Regions from separate parts of the Zea mays genome. Here region 2 is linked to region 1. The links are chromatin contacts, called in public Hi-C maps. All regions are on one chromosome and are shown on one strand. Each heading gives the region's core, a stretch centred on a gene start, on an enhancer-like site or on the middle of the called end of the contact. The rest is flanking DNA. Distances are from core to core; before and after follow the strand shown.

The links. A called contact is a pair of places that touch in the nucleus more often than the background predicts.
Region 2: a Hi-C map of leaf shows a contact between it and region 1, with 8 times the contacts expected there. The contact joins the promoter of LOC100281473 here to the promoter of LOC103626504 in region 1. A contact is called at or near these places in 16 of 25 Hi-C or Micro-C datasets (bundle sheath, ear, endosperm and 5 more) and 1 of 3 datasets of contacts at active chromatin or transcription factors (leaf).

Annotation. Positions count from the first base shown.
Region 1 is chr5:68,417,302-68,423,308 of Zm-B73-REFERENCE-NAM-5.0, forward strand. LOC103626504 reads right to left here and starts at 3,761. Exons shown (of 17, transcript NM_001352177.1): 1 at 2,792-3,761; 2 at 2,520-2,630; 3 at 2,310-2,426; 4 at 2,050-2,217; 5 at 1,797-1,958; 6 at 679-915; 7 at 460-581; 8 at 1-265. The coding sequence starts at 3,499.
Region 2 is chr5:68,794,412-68,800,418 of Zm-B73-REFERENCE-NAM-5.0, forward strand. LOC100281473 reads right to left here and starts at 3,871. Exons shown (of 8, transcript NM_001196170.2): 1 at 3,238-3,871; 2 at 2,602-3,128; 3 at 2,423-2,473; 4 at 2,230-2,337; 5 at 1,890-1,985; 6 at 1,704-1,805; 7 at 1,565-1,624; 8 at 1,005-1,456. The coding sequence starts at 3,763. The coding sequence ends at 1,391. LOC100272874 (ankyrin-3) reads left to right here and starts at 4,115. Exons shown (of 3, transcript NM_001147327.1): 1 at 4,115-4,763; 2 at 5,844-6,007. The coding sequence starts at 4,650.

The DNA of each region.
Region 1 (6,007 bases), core at 2,511-5,010:
TGCTGCAACAGCACCCGCACGCCGGCGTTGACGTCTAGAACGTGATGGCATGGCAGAATCTTTATCTTTATCCTGAGGTGGCACCTGAGAAGGCATTTTGTTGGAAGATTCTGAACATATGAGTGACTCCACAGCATGAACGACACCTTCCCTCACAAATAACTTGGAAAATGTCTCTGGAAGCTTTTCCATCATTATTTCTGCTATCTGAAGAGCAGGAATCAACACTTGAGGATCTTTCCATGCAAGAATGCCCGCAAGGAAGCTGCAGATAGAAATGAAATAACTTAGAAGGGATTGGAAAAGAAGTATGTACATTGAGACTTGAGAGACTTTCTTTTTGTCTTTTAACATCCATTGTTCTGAAATCATTCTCTAGAAATGAACTGAGAATTTTTTCGGTTCTATTAATGAAACATGCATCTCTTTTGTGTGTTCCAGGTGAGAGAGAGAGAAAACCTGGATATGTTTGTTGTGCCAAGGAGAGACTGGATTGTTTCGGCGGAGCTGTAGTACATTAATTTTCCAATGATAGATAAACACTTGTGACGTATTGGTGCATTTACACTAGAACCATACACCTGAACAAGCACACAGGCTATTAAAGTACACAAAGACAAAACACAAATAGCAATTGAAATGGCTGTCAGGACTCAGGAAAAGAATTCCAGCACTAACCTGTGTCATTGTGGGTAACAAATCCATACCAAACTGTTGTAAAAGCTCAGGTTGCTCACGCAATAGCCTCTCACGGCCAGACCTTTCATTTCCTGTTGAACCACCCCCCTCTTGTTTGATGGAAGCAGATTTCTTTGTTGAAGAGCCTTTATATGTATGGTAATATGTTGGTAACTTAATGATTCTCGCAGGGATATGCGGAAGCAAATCATCGGCAAGGCTCACAATCTCAAACATCTGCAATATTTGGGGTAAACATATGAAAAACATTTGTACAACAAAAAACATACAGGTGCATGAAACTGATGAGTCAAACAGTGTGGGTTTCAAGAATTAATGTTTCAGCAGCTAGGTGAGAAGATACAGCAGCTGTTGCAGACGATCATACTCAAAAAATGCCAGACTCGTGTGTGTATGTACCACAAATGATTTTAGCAATTAAGCAAGACAGCAACAAGCAGAAGCTGAGATGGCATTATATATTCATACTCAATTGTATAGCATGGAAAAAAAACTCTTCGATCTGTACCATACCAAATGCGATTGACCAAAAGCACAATTTACTTGCACCACACTAGGAAGAAAATAAGACGACAAGAATCACAGCAGCTACTTAATCCAAATGAGATTTTGCTCTATCATATTACAAGTGAGACTTTTGTTCCCCTGTGTGCCATAAATCAACATTTTCTGCTTCATTAAAACATTTCAAAAGACTTACTCAGGCAATATAAAAGCACAACGAAAGTATGCAGGCCTTTGAAAATACTAGTTCACTGCTCTTTTGAATGATTATTTGCATGGTTTAAGAAGACGAGCACAATTCCCGACATTTTAGCATCTATGTTCAATGCTCAAAAAAATCACCCAAACAATTGCTCAATGGTACATATAATTATGAACATGTGATGTCGCCTTTAGAGTTCTAAAAGTCTGCATGATACGTGTGGTAGATGTAATTTCAGAAAGTGTGAGATGCCAAAGCCTAATTTTTCACTGATAAATCGGAATTTTATTGAATCCAATCACAGAGAGAAATTGTGGCTAAATTGATTTTTTTTTAAAAGGCCAGCACTAGCAGAATAGTCAAGTCCTAAGTCAGTGATAGAAATATTCACCTGATCTGCAGGCCTTGTTACAGCAGGGGAGACTGATGTTCCAGAAATCAAAGCAGAGCCAGAAAGGATATCTTTAAGAGTGCCGCTGATCCCAAGAAGAAGTAGTGTTTTAACTGCCAGCAGGGATCCACTTGCACATATTGAGAGAAGACGGATTAAGCCCTGAAAAGCGTGCAACCTAATTTTAGCATAAGTGTGAGAAAGAGGGGCCACAGCAAACAATAAAAGGGTATCAAAATAAAATGGCCCATACTGTATATGTGGATGTGCTCAGTGATGTCTGGCCAGATGAGTTGCCAACAGCTATCAAGCTAGCAGCTTGAGCAACTAATCCATGATTGCAGAGTTCATCAAGTTTGTCGGGGTAATAGGCAAAAGCTTCAGCAATGCGTGTCAAACAAACAGAAGCATGCTCTAGTACCTGTAAGGCACATAGATGAAGGGTTGGGAAATACATGATATACCTCAATATATCATAATCCAGAGGTATGGTTGTCTGAGCTTGCAAAGTACCTTGGAATCATGGTGATTTAGAAGATTCGTGAGCAAGGGGACAGCTTCCATGACAAACTCGGAAGCATCGGACGGCAGCTTCCTGCAAATATTTGCAGCGGTAGACAAGGCTACCCTCTACAACAAGTACGTCCCCCATGGGAAGAGGTGTAAGTAGATGCAAACAGTGCACAAGATAAGAACGGTTGTAAGGAGATCAGAGGACCCGACCTGAACCCCAGTGGAGAAGAAGTCGAGATACGATAGAACAGCCATTAGGGCACCAGCTCGCAAACAGGCAGTTGGGTGCTCCAGAGAGATCTTCTTAAGGGCTTGTAGAGACTGAGCAGGCGAGTAAAGTAAATGTGTTAGCAGCACCTTGGTAAGGGGCTAAGGGCATGCATGCAGAGGATGACTGATCATATTTCATTTTTAGATGATAGTGAGGATGAGCGATGATACAGGATAAAACGAGGAAGAAGAAGACAAAGGGAAGGCACCACCTGCTCAGCGAGGTCCATGTACTCGATGGTGAGCAGTCGAGCACAGAAGCACTGTATGGCCCCGTAGTGCACGACCGCGGAGCAGGAGGAGGGGAGCACATCAACGAGGTTGGAGAGTGCCCGCGCCGCGAGCAGCATGACGTCGGGGCTGGCACCAGCGGTGGCAGGCTCGTCCTCGCGGCCGAGCATCCCGACGAGGATTGGGACAAAAGCATCGACCGGGAAGGCGGCGAGCGAGTCCTCGGTGCCGATGGAGAGCATCTCGCAGAGCTGCATGAGGGACTGGAGCTGGCGCGACTCGTCGCCGTGCGCCTGCAGGCCGGCGAGGATCCTCTTGAGGTGACCGGACGTGGCGGAGGAGGGCGCTGAGGAGGAGGATGGGAGGAGGTCGTCGAGGCCGGCGCCGAGCCTGCGGAGGAGGCCCTGGAGGGCGGTGCTGGCGGAGGTGAAGGGCTGGGGGAAGGTGACGTCGGCGTCATCGTCAGGGGCGGGTGGGGAAGGGTGGTCGGAGGAGGCGGGGTCGGGGTCCTTGCCCTTGTCGGCGGCGGCGGCGCGGGAGCGGCGGCGGGAGGAGGGCGAGGGTTCCATCGGTGGCTGCTGGCGCGGCGGCGCAGAGGAGGAGGAAGAGGAGTTGCGGCGGGGGCGCTTGGAGGCGGACGAGGAGGCGGCGGCCGCTGCGCGCTTGCGACTGCTGCTGCGTGTTTCCATACAAGGCAAGGCGCGCGCGCGGGGAGGGCGGCCGGTCGGCCGGCCGGCCGAGACTAGGCGGCGGCCAGCGGCAGCGGGCGGGTGCGCGTGAATCCAATTCCAGCCGATAGCTCCTGGATTGGATTCGTCCCGTCGGCGGTGGATCGATCTAGGAGGAATTGGGGATTTTTTGCTTGCTTCCCTCGTTCCCTTTTGCCTTGGATGGATTCGTTCGATGAAGGGGAGGAGGAGGACCAAGACGCGAGAGAGGAGAGTGACAGACGCAGACACACACACAGCCCAGCAACTGCTGGTCAGGATCTCTCGTGGTCGGCAACTCCAGGCCTGGGCCGGCCATCCCTTCATGGGCTCTCATCCCATCAATCAAGCTGCACTATGCGGATCTACGGACTGTTGGACCGGACCGCCTGGACGGCCTTTCATCAGATCTCCCGGTTGCCACTCTCGATGCCTATCTGCCTCTCTTTCTTGTGCTAGTGTTTGGTGTTGTTTTTTAGCTTACTAAGAGCATCTTCAATACTTATGTAAATTTAGCATCCTAAATTATAGATTTAAGAAGTTGCTAAAACACTTTAAGAAGTAGAAAAATGTATGTGATCCAACAGTTTCCTATTTATTGGTTGCTAATTTTAAAGTTGTCTACGTCAACAAAAAAAATAAGTGAGCTTGCTTTCTAATTTTAATTGAGTCGGCGGTAGAAATCAATATCAACAACCTTCCCTGATGTCGAAGTTATCGATGGAAGACCATACGGACGTGGCGATGACGCGAAGACATCACAGGATGTGCTCTAACGACGCCTCCGCATAAGAGGTTGTCTAACAGTGACGGCACAAGACATCTAGGCGTTAGAGATGGATTTGTGGTCAACAGGACAGTGGGACAGCGCAAAACAGTGGCAAAAGTATTATTTTCATGATGGATTTAGTACCAACGTTGATTTAGTGAGTCCCAACAAGGTTGGTAAATGTAGGGATGAAATTGTGTTTTGTAGGGAGTTTGTACATTTAGGGAACTGATTTACATAACTGTTGGAGAATAGTTTTTATCGAAAACTTGTTAAATTCATATTTAGGGACTTGTTTACATAACTACTGGAGATGCTCTAAGGGTCTGTTTGTTTCATCTTATAGATTTTATAATCTGGATTATAATCTAAATTATATAATATAGATTATAATCTATACATATTATAATCTACATATAGTTGTTTGGTAGTCTAGATTATACAAATGTAGATTATTCATAAAGACAGCAGTACCCTTGTTTGTTTATTTCAAGTGAGGAAAGAATGATGGCATATATTGTAATTTCTATTTACATAACCATGGGGTAGTGGGTCTTTTGCCAAAAATAATCTCAAATAAGCTATTGTTCTCTACTATCTATTAAGTCAATAATGTAGACCACGGCACAACCATGCCCCCGCCCTACCCTGCCTCACTTTGCCCACCCTATCGTCAGACTACCCCTGACCTAGTGTGCCATGTGCTTCTGGTCCGCGCGCTACCGTCCTCCCGGTTTCATCCGTTCTCGCGCCCGCACGCCGTCATCTATGGAGTCGTCCGCCCCTCGGCCTCAAACGGAGCCGTCCGCACCAGCCGCCAACTTGAGCCCGGTCCCGCATATTCCGTCTTACTGATGACGGATCCACTCGCCCTCTTGAGAGCACCTAGAGGGGGTGAATAGGTGATCCTGTAAAACTTGAACTTAATGCCACAAAAACATGGTTAAGCGTTAGCACAGTATTGCCAAGTGGCTAGATAAGAGTCTTAGCGAAACACAATAACCACAAGAGAATCAACACAGGTAGACACAGTGGTTTATCCCGTGGTTCGGTCAAGTACAACACTTGCCTACTTCCACGTTGTGGCGTCCCAATGGACGAGGGTTGCAATCAACCCTTCTCAAGCGGTCCAAAGACCCACTTGAATACCACGGTGTTTGCTTTTCTTTTCTATATCCCGTTCGCGAGGAATCTCCACAACTTGGAGTCTCTCGCCCTTACAAAGATGTTCACAAAGAAGCACAGAGCAAGGGAGGGATTAGCAACTCACACAAGACACAAGGATCACAGCAAATACTGAGAGCACCTAGAGGGGGGGGTGAATAGGTGATCCTGTAAAACTTCAAAACTTAAGCCACAAAAACTTGTTAAGTGTTAGCACAAATATGTCCAAGTGGCTAGAGAGGAGTCAAAACACAATAACCACAAGAAATCAATCACAGAGATGACACGGTGGTTATCCCGTGGTTCGGCCAAGTACAAAACTTGCCTACTCCACGTTGTGGCGTAACGGACGAGAGTTGCACTCAACTCCTCTCAAGTGATCCAATGATCAACTTGAATACCACGGTGTTCTTGCTTTTCTTTTCTCAATCCCTTTTGCGAGGAATCTCCACAACTTGGAGCCTCTCGCCCTTACAAAAGATGTTCACAGAGAATCATGGAGCAAGGGAGGGAATGAGCAACGCACACAAGACTTCAAAAGATCAGAGCAACACGCA
Region 2 (6,007 bases), core at 2,621-5,120, 380 kb after region 1:
GATAATAATGTCCGATGTGCACCGGACACTATCCGGTGCCTAGGCCAAGGCACCTACGAATTGGTCGCTCTCGGGTTTTTCCCAGAGTCGCTCCACTATAATTCACCGGACTGTCTGGTGTACACTGTACATGTCCGGTGCGCCAACGGAGCAATGATCAACTGCACACAATGGTCGACTGCAGTGAACAATGCACAATGCACGGTGCAGAAGTCAAAAGTCAGAGCTGCGAAGTCAGAACGCACCGGACTGTCCGGTGTGTCACCGGACTATCCGATGCCGCAAAAGGACAAAGGACTTCAACGGTCAACCTCTCCAAACCCCAACGAGCAGCTGACGTGGCACGCACCGGATAATGAACAGTGCCATGTCCGGTGTGCCATCGACGACAACGACTAGAATAGTGATTGGAGTTATAAATACTCTCCAACCACCACCATCCAAGCAATTCAAGTTTTCTGAACTCCACATTCAAGACAAGAGCAAAATAGTCTACACTCCAAGACACAATTAAAAGATCAAATCCTCTCGAAGTCTCAAACTCAACTCAATTACTTAGTGACTTGAGAGAGGGTATTTAAAGTTTCTCTTTGTTGCTCTTGTTGCTTGGATTGCTTTCTACTTCTCATTCTAATTCTTCTAAGTGCTTTGTAAAGCTAGCAAGAGACACCTAAATGTATGGTGATCCTTGCGGGGTCTTAGTGACCCAAGTGATTAAGAAGAAGCACTCGAACGGTCTGTGTGACCGATTAAGAGAGGGAAAGGGTTGGAATAGACCTGACCTTTGGGGTCTCCTCAACGAGGACTAGGTTCTTTAAAACCAAACCTCGATAAACAAATCGTCGTGTTCATTTATCTAATTTGTATCTACTTATACTTGTATGTAGATGTGGTGCCAATAAACCAAACGGATGGTATGTAAATGCCACAATTAACAAGACAATACAGCTGTAGCATTCTGGGATGAATAACCCGTCCTACTACTTTCTCACCTGTCCAACCAGTTCAGGAGAAATTAATATTCAATTAAATTTATCATCCAAACAACAGTATGTAGGGAGAAGAAGCTATGGTAACAAAACAAAGGCACGACGAGGCAATTCTGATCTTGACCTTGATTTATACAAGAACCCTCAAATGTGTTTCTGTCCCCAGGTTCATTCAAGTTCTACAAACAAAGGGTCAGGGAAATACCATCTATTTATCCGATTACTGTTGACACTGACATTCTTGCCACTTCAACATCAATGGTCTGGTCAACATCACCACCAAAAGTCCAAAACAAAGAGGGCTCACGTTGGTTGGACCTGGCATTTGCCTCTTTGGTCTTCTCATGGCAAAACCTATACAGGCTCCGCTCGCCTCTGTGTCCTCCAAACAATCATGATGATCACAATAAATATGACTCGACGACAGTACGCCCAAACTTCTGTTGGACATCCTTCGGGGTTTCAATCTGGAAGCAAAATGATTGAAAAATTTGAGAAGATGATCTATAAACAAATAAATATCAAGGATGAGGAGATTGAATTGGGCAGATTTTGAGCAAGAAATGGGCACATACAGCATTCAAAGCTATGAAGAGAGCTTTAATCACATTAAGTGGGTTCCTTGATCCGATAATCTGCAGAAGAAAAAAATAGAAAGGAAATCACAATTTTGAAAAAGGACTGATAGTGATAGCTGGGACTCAAGAATCACACCTTTGTCTTGACATTGCTGAAACCAGCCAAGTACAGCACAGTCTCAACAGTCCTACCAGCAGCAGACATTCCACTCCTCATTGGCCCAGGCCAGAGATATATCTTAAGATACACAATCAGGTCCACCAGAGTTACCACAGCAGGATTGACAAATATAAGAGAAATTCGGTATTTCCATGTGTTCACCTTTGTTTTCTCATATTTGGCCTGGATAGCATGAGCGATTGTGTGATCCTCGTATCGCTCCATGTAGTGGAGATTCTGGAAGCATTTCTCATACGCCTGGTGAAAAGAATAATTAAAAAAGACACTTCCTGTCAGACCTAGATGCCTCAGTTGACTCAGCTAATTCCGAATGAAGCATGAAACCAGTTGCTCAACCATCTAGCATACATGAGAGATCCCAGGTAACTATCACATATTTCTGAGATCAACGATTCTACACACACACACACACAATGCTACTGCCTTAAATGGCACCATGAACGAGTTTAGTAATTTGTTTGGAAAGGTAAATCATCCATACTCTCTGTATTGCAATCTTGGCTGTTGGGCCTTTAGCCTTAGCGAAGCCAACAACACCATTGTAATTTCCAGTGGCCAATAGCGCTGTGAATTTTGCTATTTGGCCTCCCTGATAAACAAGATGTAAAATTAGGCAACAGAGTTGGCGAAAAGACTAATTATCAGTTGAAGTCACTCAAACAAAGAACGATAACCTTTGTGACTTTGCATGTCCTGTTAACATCGATAACTTTCACATCAAAACCCTGTAAGGTGTGTCATGATGATATCCATGTTAGCACATAAAGCAACATGAAAGACATCGATGGAAGATATATCCAATCAAAAGATTGCTAGGCTGATTGGACTATTTTCAATTGATGATTCTACTTACTTTTCTGTACATAGGTCTCCTGCTCTTCTCGGACAGGGAATTGCGTTCCTCCACCAAATCCTTGATTTCCTCCTCCAAAGCTCTGCCTTTCTTACCGAAGGTATGATCCAACAGTTCTAGCTTCCCCTCAATCTTCTTTTCAATAGCATCGAGTTTATCTATGAGAATATCATCCCTCTCCTTCACATCATTGAATTCCTCGTCGACATCCTCAAGTTCTGCCCCTTGGATCATCTGCTTCTCCTTATCAAAGCCGGCATTGAGCACGACATCCTCAGGAGAACCAACCTGCTGGTGCTGGATGATCCCAAAGTTTGCAGGGTTACTGGGGTCGTAGGCTTCCTTGATTTCCATGATCCTGACGGCTCGGTTGAGCTTCTGAAGGAGAACGAAGCGCTCTTTCCCCGTGGCATCCTTGAGACGGTTCATCATGTCGCCGATGACCCTGTACTCCAGTGGCAGCTTGAGATGGCGCTCCTCAAAGTTGTTGATTTTGGTCATCCATTTGTGAGCCTCGTCTAGGGTGTCTGTCACATTTGGCCATGGCAGCAAAAGACAGAGAATTGTTGAAGGAATAAACGAGGCGGAAATGGATGGAGGACGGGATGAGATGAGGCTGGTAAGTAGGTTCATTACCGGCCTCTGCGAATGATTGCAGGAACTCCTCATGGCGCTTGCACTTGCGCTCGAACTCGTCGACGCGCTGCTTGATGGCATCGGGCGTGTAGCGCTCGTCGTCCTCGTCGCTGTCGGAGTCGGTGGGCTCCCAGAAGCCTTCGCCGGCGGCCATATCCTTGGTCTTGCGTCGCTCGAGCTTCTCAATGAGCGGCTTGACGCCCATGTAGTCCTCTTCGTCTTCCTCCGGCTCTTCCTCCTGGTCTTTGCCGTCCTTTGCGCGGCGGTCCTGTCGCTCCCGCTGGCGCTCGCGCTCGACCTCAGCGAGCAGCTCGTGCACGACCCACTCGCTCTGGAACTTCTGGTGGGGCCTGGCGTCCCCGGATGAGGCGGAGAATGCCAGGTGGCGGCGCGGCGGCGTGATCCGCGAGCCTAGGTGATGGCCGTGGCGTGGGAGTGCGGTGGAACCCGCGAGGCTATGCGGACGCAAGGAAAGGAGGCGGACCCACGCCGCGGCGGCGCGGGAGCGTGCGACGGCGGCGGCCATGGCGGCGGCGGCGGAGAGAAGAAGGAGAAGAGGGTTTTTGCCGGCGGGTGGGATTCTGCACCGCAACAAAATGGAGTGGGAATCATCGTCCGTCGCAACCGTAGCGGAATGAAATCTAGGTGGGCCCTTCATGGGCCTCCATTTCCTAGTCCATGGGCTACCTCTTGCGTCATCTGAGCAGCACGGGCACCCGACGAACCCTGGCTTGGTCGGCTCGGGTCGTTTCCGTTTTGGCCGCTCGGGGGCAATTCTGTCTATCCATCCACAAATAGAAGTTTGTCTCAGAAAACAAAAATAAGAAGGATGGGAATTGGATTCTGATTTGTTGTTCTTCTTCCTAAATAATAAATTCTAGGGTTTGCCTCTTCCCTCTCGGCTCTCGCTCCCACCACCACCACCAGGCAGACGCAGATCGGCGGCGGGATAGGCTAGCAATGATCCCCAATTCCGACTTCCTCTAGACTGCCTGGCGGTCGAATTCCGATTCGATTGGAGTAGGGAACGAGAAGGGAACAAATACACCGGCACCACCACCAGACCAGACAGCACGTGCCTCCATACTATGGTTTACGCCCCGTGCCGCTCATCGACGCCGCCGTCTTCCTCGCCGATGCTCCACAAGAACCTCCGCGCCCTCGGACCCGGCTTGAATCCCTTGGCTCCCTTCGGCATGGGCAACTACTCCCGCTAGCCGTTTCCTCCTATCCCTCTTTCTCCGATTCCGATCTCTGAGTGCTTCCGCCTCCGCCCCCGGCCGCTTCCTCCATCGGAACCGATCCCCGCTATTTTACTCCCGTTCGTTTCATTGTTCCGTTGCTTTGGATCTGAGTCTCGAGATCCTCCCCTGTCCTGCTGCTCGAGGAGCCGCCAAGGATACCAAAATACCATGGTGCAGGTGCGCAGGTCGCTCAGCATGAGCCGCCTTCGGAGCTGCCACGACGCGGACGACCGTGGCTGGAACCCGCTCCATGTTGCTGCTCGCAAGGGAGACCTCAAGGAGGTAACCATCATTCATACATAACCTCTCTACCTTTGTATTTCTCTTAATGATTGATGATACATTGCATGCTATACCAAACTAGATTAGATTGTGAACCCATAAACTAGATTAGATTGTGAACCCATACAATTTACCAAAACGTTTGAAGGGGGAAAAGGAGCCCGCCATTGTATTGATTGATGATCTGGTATATAAAATATTGCCAAAGGTGGCCAGCAAATGTCCAACTTAGGGCTAGTTTGGGAATCCCATTTTTCCAAGGGATTTCTATTTTCCTAAGAGAAATTAGTTCATTGTTCCTTAGGAAAATAGGAATCCCTTGGAAAAATGGAGTTCCCAAACTAGTTCTTATTATGTGTAATATACGATGGAAATAGAGTGTAACCGTTTCTATCCATATCGTCAGATACCATATACAGATTCCAGCACGTGTTGGTTCACATGGATTGTGTGCATGCATCACACACAAAATAACACTAAATACATAAAATTGCACTCAGGTCAAGGCAACCAGTATTTCAGGAATCCTTTTTGTCACCACCCTGAAGCTAAGCAGAGCAATCCAAACAAACAACTACTTCTAGATGTATAATTAGTTTTGTTGGCCGTCACCTTTATAATTATATATCAAAATTCTGTGCCCATCTTAAGCCCATATGACCATGTTCAAAATTCTACTATCTCGAATCGTTCTGAATTAGCTGGTTCTCAATTCTAGTTTTTCATCAAATATTGTTCCAATCTTCATCTGTGACTGGCTGTACATAACTATTTCCCTTTTTCTTATTCCTTGATTTCATGTGCTTCCACTAGCAATAAATATACTGCGTTGACTCATTTGGCAATTGTTATAGACACATTTGGGAAGAAATACCACTGTTTTTAGTCCTTTAGAATGGTATTCATCCTAGGCCTTTACAATGATACTCATCCCTGGATATATATTAACCTTCATTAGTAATGGTGTCTTTCTATTTCTCTTGTTGCCTGTTGGTGCGACGGTGCCTAGTGCCAAATGTTTTTGCTTACTCACCTATCTAATTAGATAATAAATATGGTTTTCTCTCTCTCTCTGCCTAGGTCCGACGTCTCCTGGATGAGGGGGGGATGGATGTGAATGCACCTGCATGGGGACCAAAATGTCCTGGTGCTACCCCACTCCATCTGGCTGCTCAGGGTGGGCATGTTAAAATCATGGATGAACTACTGGAGCGTGGTGCCAATATTGATGCTCGAACAAAAGG